2 separate regions of the Mus musculus genome follow, and region 1 is linked to region 2. Evidence: chromatin contacts called from public HiChIP or PLAC-seq data. All regions are on one chromosome and are shown on one strand. The core of a region is the stretch at or near the end of the contact, and the rest is flanking DNA. Distances in the headings are between cores, read along the strand shown.

The links. HiChIP or PLAC-seq counts read pairs in DNA pulled down with a chosen protein or histone mark.
Region 1: a contact with region 2 is called in an H3K27ac HiChIP or PLAC-seq map of heart atrium, with 4 times the contacts expected there. The contact joins two enhancer-like sites. A contact is called at or near these places in 12 of 39 promoter capture datasets (the 3T3-L1 cell line, the C10 cell line, the HPC-7 cell line and 7 more), 2 of 15 datasets of contacts at CTCF or cohesin (the NIH/3T3 cell line and pro-B cells), 11 of 484 Hi-C or Micro-C datasets (the AML12 cell line, the G1E-ER4 cell line, LSK cells and 6 more), 6 of 115 datasets of contacts at active chromatin or transcription factors (the 230-238 cell line, embryonic limb bud, embryonic stem cells and 3 more) and 2 of 9 other capture datasets (liver and pancreatic islet).

Annotation. Positions count from the first base shown.
Region 1 is chr7:101,265,835-101,269,447 of GRCm38.p6, forward strand. All of the region lies in intron 13 of Fchsd2 (FCH and double SH3 domains 2), which reads left to right. It overlaps LOC115486538 (a long non-coding RNA gene), which reads right to left. Exons shown (of 2, transcript XR_003946843.1): 2 at 1-3,613. Among named protein-coding and RNA genes, the nearest start is that of Gm50587, 9.1 kb to the left of the region's middle. Within about 2 kb of position 2,212, at least 20 of the 459 cell types and tissues checked have an H3K27ac peak or open chromatin away from gene starts, as enhancers often do. A contact at or near this core is called in heart atrium, where this site is marked.
Region 2 is chr7:100,989,224-100,993,014 of GRCm38.p6, forward strand. No RefSeq gene overlaps it. Among named protein-coding and RNA genes, the nearest start is that of P2ry2, 21 kb to the right of the region's middle. Within about 2 kb of position 1,863, at least 100 of the 459 cell types and tissues checked have an H3K27ac peak or open chromatin away from gene starts, as enhancers often do. A contact at or near this core is called in heart atrium, where this site is marked.

The sequences.
Region 1 (3,613 bases), core at 962-3,461, 280 kb after region 2:
CCCTGACTGTTCTTCCTTCCTCTGCCAGGTTTGCGGATAATCAACACCAAGGCTGTTCTCCTTTAAATAGACTTTGATCATTTTATTTGGAGTTTGTTGTAAAAAAAATTCTTTGTTCTATCCAACTTACCAAAGTTACTGGCATAAAGTTGCTTATAATATTCTTGGCTATTCTTTGAATATGTAGAGTGTCTTTAGTGATATCAGTCACCCCTCTTATTCCTGTATGTTTTGTGTCCTCTTCTCCCCACCCCCATCATTCTGTTCTAATGGAAGTTCATCAAATAGATGGCTTTCTACAGTTAGCAAACTTTTGGTTTCATTGCTTTTTTGTTGTTATTGTTTTCCTGTTTTATTAATTTCTGCTTAGATTTTAATTATTTCCTTTCTCCTGCTTAATTTGGATTTAATTGGCTCTTTTATGATTTTTTTTTTCTTCAGGTAGAAGCTAGGGATGTTGATTTTAGACATTTTCCCTTTTCTGGTGGAGGCATTTGGTAAACATTCCTGCTACATACATCTGTAGGCTCTTTGCACAGTTTTGCTACTGTGTCATCATTCAGTTCAAGATGCTTTCTGACTGGTTTTTCAGCCCTTGAATTTTTGAATGTTGAAAATTTGTAGAAGCTTTCTAGATATATTTCCACTTTAGATTTCTAATTCACTTATGTTGTAGATCAGTAACATACTTCAGTTCTTTGAAATTTACTGAGACTTCTTTTGTGACCCAGTGTGTGATATATAAAGAGTGTGCATTCTGCTGCTCTTGAATGCTGTGTTCTACAAATGCAGTTACATCTTGTTGGCTGATGGCACTGCCTATGTCTTCCATATTCTTACTGCTCTGTGATGCGCTATGCCTTAGGGAATACAAGTCGTGTCCCAAACCTGTGTGAGTTCTAGAGATACGTTTCTCTTGTCCTTCTAGATGGTTCTATTTCTGGCTTCAGCTACTCTGTTCATGCACATACACTACTCAGCTGAAGACTTGAGGCTCTGCAGATTTCTCAGGATCTCTTTCTGCTCTCCTTGTTACTGTGCTATAAACCCTAGCCACCTTGGCCTGCATGATCTCCATGTTCCACTCAATTCAGAGGGCACACTGTCCTCAGCTTGGAAACTTCTTCTGAGCATAAGTTGTGCAGACTTTTCCATTCCCCAGACACTACTGTCTTTCATTGCTTAATGGCCTATGTCTTGAAAACTTTTAAATTTTTGACCATATTTTATGTTATTACATTTATTTATTGGTGGTAGGGCATACTAAATTAATCAAATAGAGGTCAAAGGACAGCTTGCAGGAGGTGGCAAGTACCTTTACCCACAGATCCATTTTACAGGCCCACAACAAATTTTTTAAAATTGTTTCTGGCATGAAATTCAAATCTGGTCCTTAGTATTCCATCTTGCTTTGAACAGAAGTTTATATATTATCTACTTAGTGCTTGGAGTAAGGTCCTGTGCTCTGCAAGTAGAGTTCAGAGGTTCTGCTAATCAGTTTTCTGCAAGTAGCTGCTTTCCTCTGTGTTGGGTGTCAACAAATTCTTCATCTGACTCTCTGTGCCTCATAAAACCAGCAAAAGATAATGATGGACTGAGTACCTCCCATTTGCCAAGTGTATGGGGTTTAAGATGCATTACCTCCTTTAATCCTTCTGATAGCCCTGTGAAAAAGTACTTGTCTTCATTAGAAAAATAGTTGTCTTCAAAAGAGAGTTGAGATCACTAAAGTTTAGGAACCAGATGACTTGCCCAGGGTCACACACAGCAAGTAAGTGATACAGTCAGTATTCACCTCCAGCCAGTCAGTCACTGCTTCCTGTCTGGGAGAACCCCAGAGCTCGTAGCAGAAGACAGCCGCTACAGAAACTCACACAGGGTTCTTCTTACTGCCTTTGCAGGAAGAGTAAGCTTTTTACAACATTTAAGAAAGGAAAAATGTAAGTATGGCTAAGAAGAATTGTTTTGATTGAAGAAAGAAGGGTTGAGAGTGTAGTCCTTAGATAAGAGAGTAAGGAAGAGTGGGATTTTAGATAGGCTGGGTCAAGAAACCATGAGAACAATGAAGAGGGAAAAGGAAGAGATTAGTCTAAGATACTTTAAAAATCCTCTAGAACCACACAAAGCATCTGACATCCCTGTTGTCACTAAAGCCTTCTAGTCCTTTCCGTGAGAATCAGACATGAACTAAAAACAGAAGGTAAAGGAATGTTTAGTATCAGTCCATGCTGGCAAGAGAAAGTTCTCTGGACTGATTCCCAGTACCAAAGCACAGCACATGTTAGCATTCCATATATATTTTTGGAAACTTGTTCTACCCATTTTTATAAATATCTGAGTGTTTTGTGTAATACAGTGAAATGTCTAACTTTCCCTAGAGTATGAAAGAAAGGTCTTCTGAATATATAAAATATGTTTAAGGGACCAGAGAGATAGCTCAGTAATTAAGAATGTTTGTCCATCCTTACTCTCTAACGTTCTTGGTCCTATTGAAGCATTTCAGTATCTAAGCATACTGAAATGTTAATACCCAAGAGAAAAGCCATTACGTACGTATTCTGGTCACACGATCAGTGTGGCACCGTTTTATTTGTTACTGTTGTTGTTTTATTTTGTTGTTTCTGTTTTTTAAATAAACTATCACACCCTCCAAAAAAAAAAAAAATGTTTGTCCTGCTTTTGCAGAGAACCCATTTCCCAGCACTACAACAGGAGGCTAGCATCCACCTGGAACTCAATACCTCTGGCCTCTCTGCACATACACAATTAAAAATAAAATACATCTTTTTAAAAAATGAAAAATTTCACTGGTCATGGTGGCCTTACGAATAATCTATGTACTCAAAAGAAAGAAGCAAAGAATTCTAAGTTGAGACCAGCCTGAAATGCATACATTTCTGGCCAGGCTAGTATATATAGTGATACTCTGTCTCAAACAACTGAATGAAAACTAAACCTCTGTACCCAGTAAACAGTAACTCCCATGAGCCACCTTCAGTCCCAATAAAGGCTGTGCTGCTAGGACTTTGACTGCTCTTCACGCTTCCTAGAAATGGAGTTGGTTTATCTTTTTGTGATGGCTTACTTATTTAGCACAATGTCTTTAAAGTACATCCATTTGGTAGCATGTGTCAGGCAGCATTCCTTCCTTTTTAAGACTGAGTAATATCCATTATCTGTGTATACTGTCTTATTTACCTATCCCTTTAGTAGTGGAACTTAGGCTGTTGTAATATTGCTGCTGTGAACATGAATTTGCAAACATCTGTTTTAGTCTTTGTTTTCATTTCTTTAGGTGTATACCCAGGAAATTTTTGTATACTCCTATTTTTAATTTATTAAGGAAACTTACCATTTTTCACAGCAGATGTGCTATTTACAGTCCCACTACTGGTGTATAAGGTTCCAGCTTTGCTACATTCTTAGCAATACATGCTCTGTTTTCCTTATGATAAAGACACTAATGAAAATGGAGTAGTGTCTCATTGGGGTGGATTTTGTTGATTATTTCTTGTTATGTTTGTTTTGGGGGTTGTGTTTTGATTGATTGATTGATTGTTACAGGGGTTCATGTAGCCCAGACTGGCCTGAACTCAACTATATAGCCATGTGC
Region 2 (3,791 bases), core at 613-3,112:
CTGGCCTGCTGAGAATCAAGTGCATGCCTTTAATCCCAGTACTCAGGAGGCAGAGGCCAGCCAGCCTGGTCTACATAGTAAGTTTCAAGCCAGCTAGGAATACACAGTGAAAGTCTGTAAACAACAACAACAACAACACCTTCACAATTAGCATTTGCTGTGAAGGTTGCTGATGTGGAAATAGATGGAGATAATATTCTTTAAAAAATTTTTATTTTCTATCATCTTTAAATTCTATGTATGTGTGTCAGTGTTTGGTATGCGCACATGTGTGCAGGAGCCTGAGGAGGCTGGAGGCAGTGGGTTCCCCTGGAGCTGGAGTTACAGGCTTGCCATGTGCTAGGATCTGAATCCAGGTCCTCAATAAGAACAGTAGCCACGCCGAAGCGCTGACCCAACTCCCCAGCCCTGAGATAGTAGGTTTTTATGGAGATGTAGAGGTATTTTCAAATAAGAATGTTAAAATTGCAATGAGCCATGATTAAGGGCTGAGTGTACACGGCCTCCTTTCCCAGCTATGTTCTGGGAATCTCACAAACAAGATGTGGAGAACATCTTAAGTTTCCATGCAACCTGGACTTTACCCTATTGTCTATAACAGAGTAAGTGTAACTTCAGAAGTCACCAAAATTGTATATATGGTGATTTAAATTTTTTTAAATGAAAAAAAAAAAGCTTCTTAAGGCAGAGGTTCTGGGTCCCCAGACTCACTGTGGTATCAAGGCTGGCAATGAATTTCTGAGCACCTGCCTCTGCCTCTTGAGTGCTGCTGGGGTGACAGGGATGTACCGCCATGCTGAGTTTTATGTGATGTTGGAGATCAAACCTTTGGCTTTATACACGACAGACCCTACAATTGAGCTGCATCCCCAGCACTCCGTGTGTGTGTGTGTGTGTGTGTGTGTGTGTGTGTGTGTGTGTATGTGTGTGTGATTTTAAAGACAATCTTGATTTTCTCTTGAGAAGACCACAGTCACACTTGGACATGTCATGTTCTTTTCCTGTACATCTGTCTGTCCATCTGTCTACTTGCTGTGTATATACAGGTGGGAGTCACTTCCCACCATGTGGGTCTTGCGCTCAAACCCAGACTGTCTGACATGGTGTTGGAGCCTTTACCCACTGAGCTGTCTCCCCAGATTTGGCTTTCTAAGCCCCCAAGGCTTAAGTGCATACTCAACTCTTCTGAATAAACTCAATGCTGGTTCATATTTGTTCCCTCTGAAATTCTGTTTCATTTTAAATTTCTAAAATTACATTTTACTTGTTATGTGTGTACATACATGCATGTGTGCACATGTGTATGTGTGTGTGTGTGCACGTGTGATGCGCACACGCGTCTGTGGCATGAGTGTGGAGGTCAGAGGGCAGCATGTGAGTCAGTTCTCTCCTTCCACCATGTGAGTCCCAGGAGTCTACAAACTCCCGCTGTCAGGCTTGGTGACAGGCTCCTTTCTCTTTGTTTTTACTGTTTTGTTTTATTGAGACACGGTCTCACTGTGTAGCCTTGGCTGGCCTGGAACTTAGAGATCCTCTCGTCTCTGCCTCTCCAGGGCTGGGACTTTAATTTTTCAATTAGAGTTGTGGGCAACCAAGCATAACCAATTTGCTAGCCTGGAAATTCTTTTCTGCAGTGAAGTCAAGAGTCCCGGCTGCGCTTAAGTGGAAGCCATTATAAGGGACCTTATAGGCAGCTTAGAGCTCCAGTCTGTGAGCCAATGCCACAGACAGCCTCTGTCCAGCGGCCCGAGGAGAGAGGTGCCCAGAGGAAGAAGTGGAGAAGGAGCTGTGCTCCAGGCAGAGGGCTGGGCATTAATTCAAGCAGGGACTGAACTCTCAGATTCCAATGAACTTTATCAGCTACCCAAAGTGACTCAGGGTGTTAGCGCTGGCCAAAAGACAGTGTACAGACAGGAAAGGGAAGTCACACATCTCCCAGCAGCAGCTTGGATGGGAAGGACGTAGCCATTCCCATTCAGGCCTAGCTGCAGCTTTGCAGTTGAGTAACCTGGAAGACAAATACTAGCCCTGCCTGTCAGAGGAAGAGCCTGAATTTGCAGTCCAATCCCTTGCCCCTCCCCCACCTTGTGAGGATGATGGTGGCCTGGGCACGTACCTGTCCCTGTCCCAGTGTCCTGTGTTCCCAGCTGACTCCTTTTCCCTAGAACACCACAACCACAACTAAAGCTACTATCTTTATTTTTATTTATTATTTTTTAAAAAGTTTTATTTATTTTATTTATATGAGTACATTGTCGCTGTCTTCAGACACACCAGAAGAGTGCATCAATCAGATCCCATTACAGATAGTTGTGAGACACTATGTGGTTGCTGGGAATGGAACTCAGGACCTCTGGAAGAGCAGTCAGTGCTCTTAACCGGTGAGTCATCTCTCCAGCCCGCTACTGTCTTTATTTTTAAAGATTTATTTTATGTGTAAGTATTTTACCTGTCTGTCTGTATGTGCACCACTTGTGTGCTTGGTGGCCATGGAGGTCAGAAGAGGAGATCAGGTCTCCTGAGACTGCAGTTAGGGTTGGCTGTGGACCACCACGTGGGTGCTAGGAACTAAACCAGGGTCCTCTGCAAGAGAAGCAAGTGTTTTTTTGTTGTTTTGTTTGTTTGTTTGTTTGTTTGTTTGTTTGTTTGTTTGAGACAGGGTTTCTCTGTGTAGCCCTGGCTGTCCTGGAACTCACTCTGTAGACCAGGCTGGCCTTGAACTCAGAAATCTGCTGCCTCCCAAGTGCTGGGATTAAAGGCATGCGCCACCACTGCCTGGCGAGTAGCAAGTGTTTTTAACAGCTGAGCCCTCTCTCCAACCCCCTTGCTACTGTCATGGCTTTTCCATGGTGGACAGTGATGTTTCACAAGTCAGAGTTTGGTGGTGTGAGGTCACATGGCTGGGTTCTTCCCAGTTACAACACATGAACTTCCTGTTGAGCCCTCACATGGTACAAAGAGATGAGAGAGCTTTCTGGGCAGAAGTTGAGGGAGGGCTTCCTTTGAACATTTCTTAGAATCACATTTATTTGTGTTGTGGGGAGCACATGTGGAGTTCCGAGGACAACATACTGAAGTTGGTTTGTCATCAAACTTAGGTTTCTCTGGTGACCTCAAGCCACAGAATAAACCAATCATGAACTGGAAACCCTTCTACTGTGAGTCAGAGTAAACCCTTCCTACTGGGACTTAATGTACGCCTGTAATCCCAGCACTCAGGAAGTCGGAACAGGAATTCACACAGCCTGGGCTATATGAGATGCTGTCTCAGCCTCTCTCTGAGTTCTAAGCCTTTTCTCTTTAGAAGTTTATAACTTTCAGTATTTTTGTTACAGTAGCAGAAAGCTGGCCAATGTAGGCACTAATTGCATTCATGAGGTCTTCATCCTTGTGACCTACATACCTCGCCAAGGCTCACCTCCCCAAATCAGCACTTTGGTAATTCAAGTTTCTTGAGTGTTTGTTTGAAACAGAGTTTTATGTAGCTGGTCTTCCATGAGCTCTCAAAGTTGCCAAGGATAGCCTTGAACTCCTGATCCTCCTGCCTCACCTCACCCATGCTGGCCTTGCACTGGCACGTCACATCACATCTGGCAGGCAATTAGGATTTCAGCATATGGATTATGGGAGGACATATCTAGTCCCTAATAGCCACATTGGTAAAAATGAGCCTGGAAATCCAGGCCTTTGCTCTGAGCTCTTTGCTCAAAGATAATAACCAGAGATTCAGCCCATTACCTCTCTTTCCCTCACCACCTAGTCTTGTAGGAGTCTCCAGTCTGGGGCCTTTG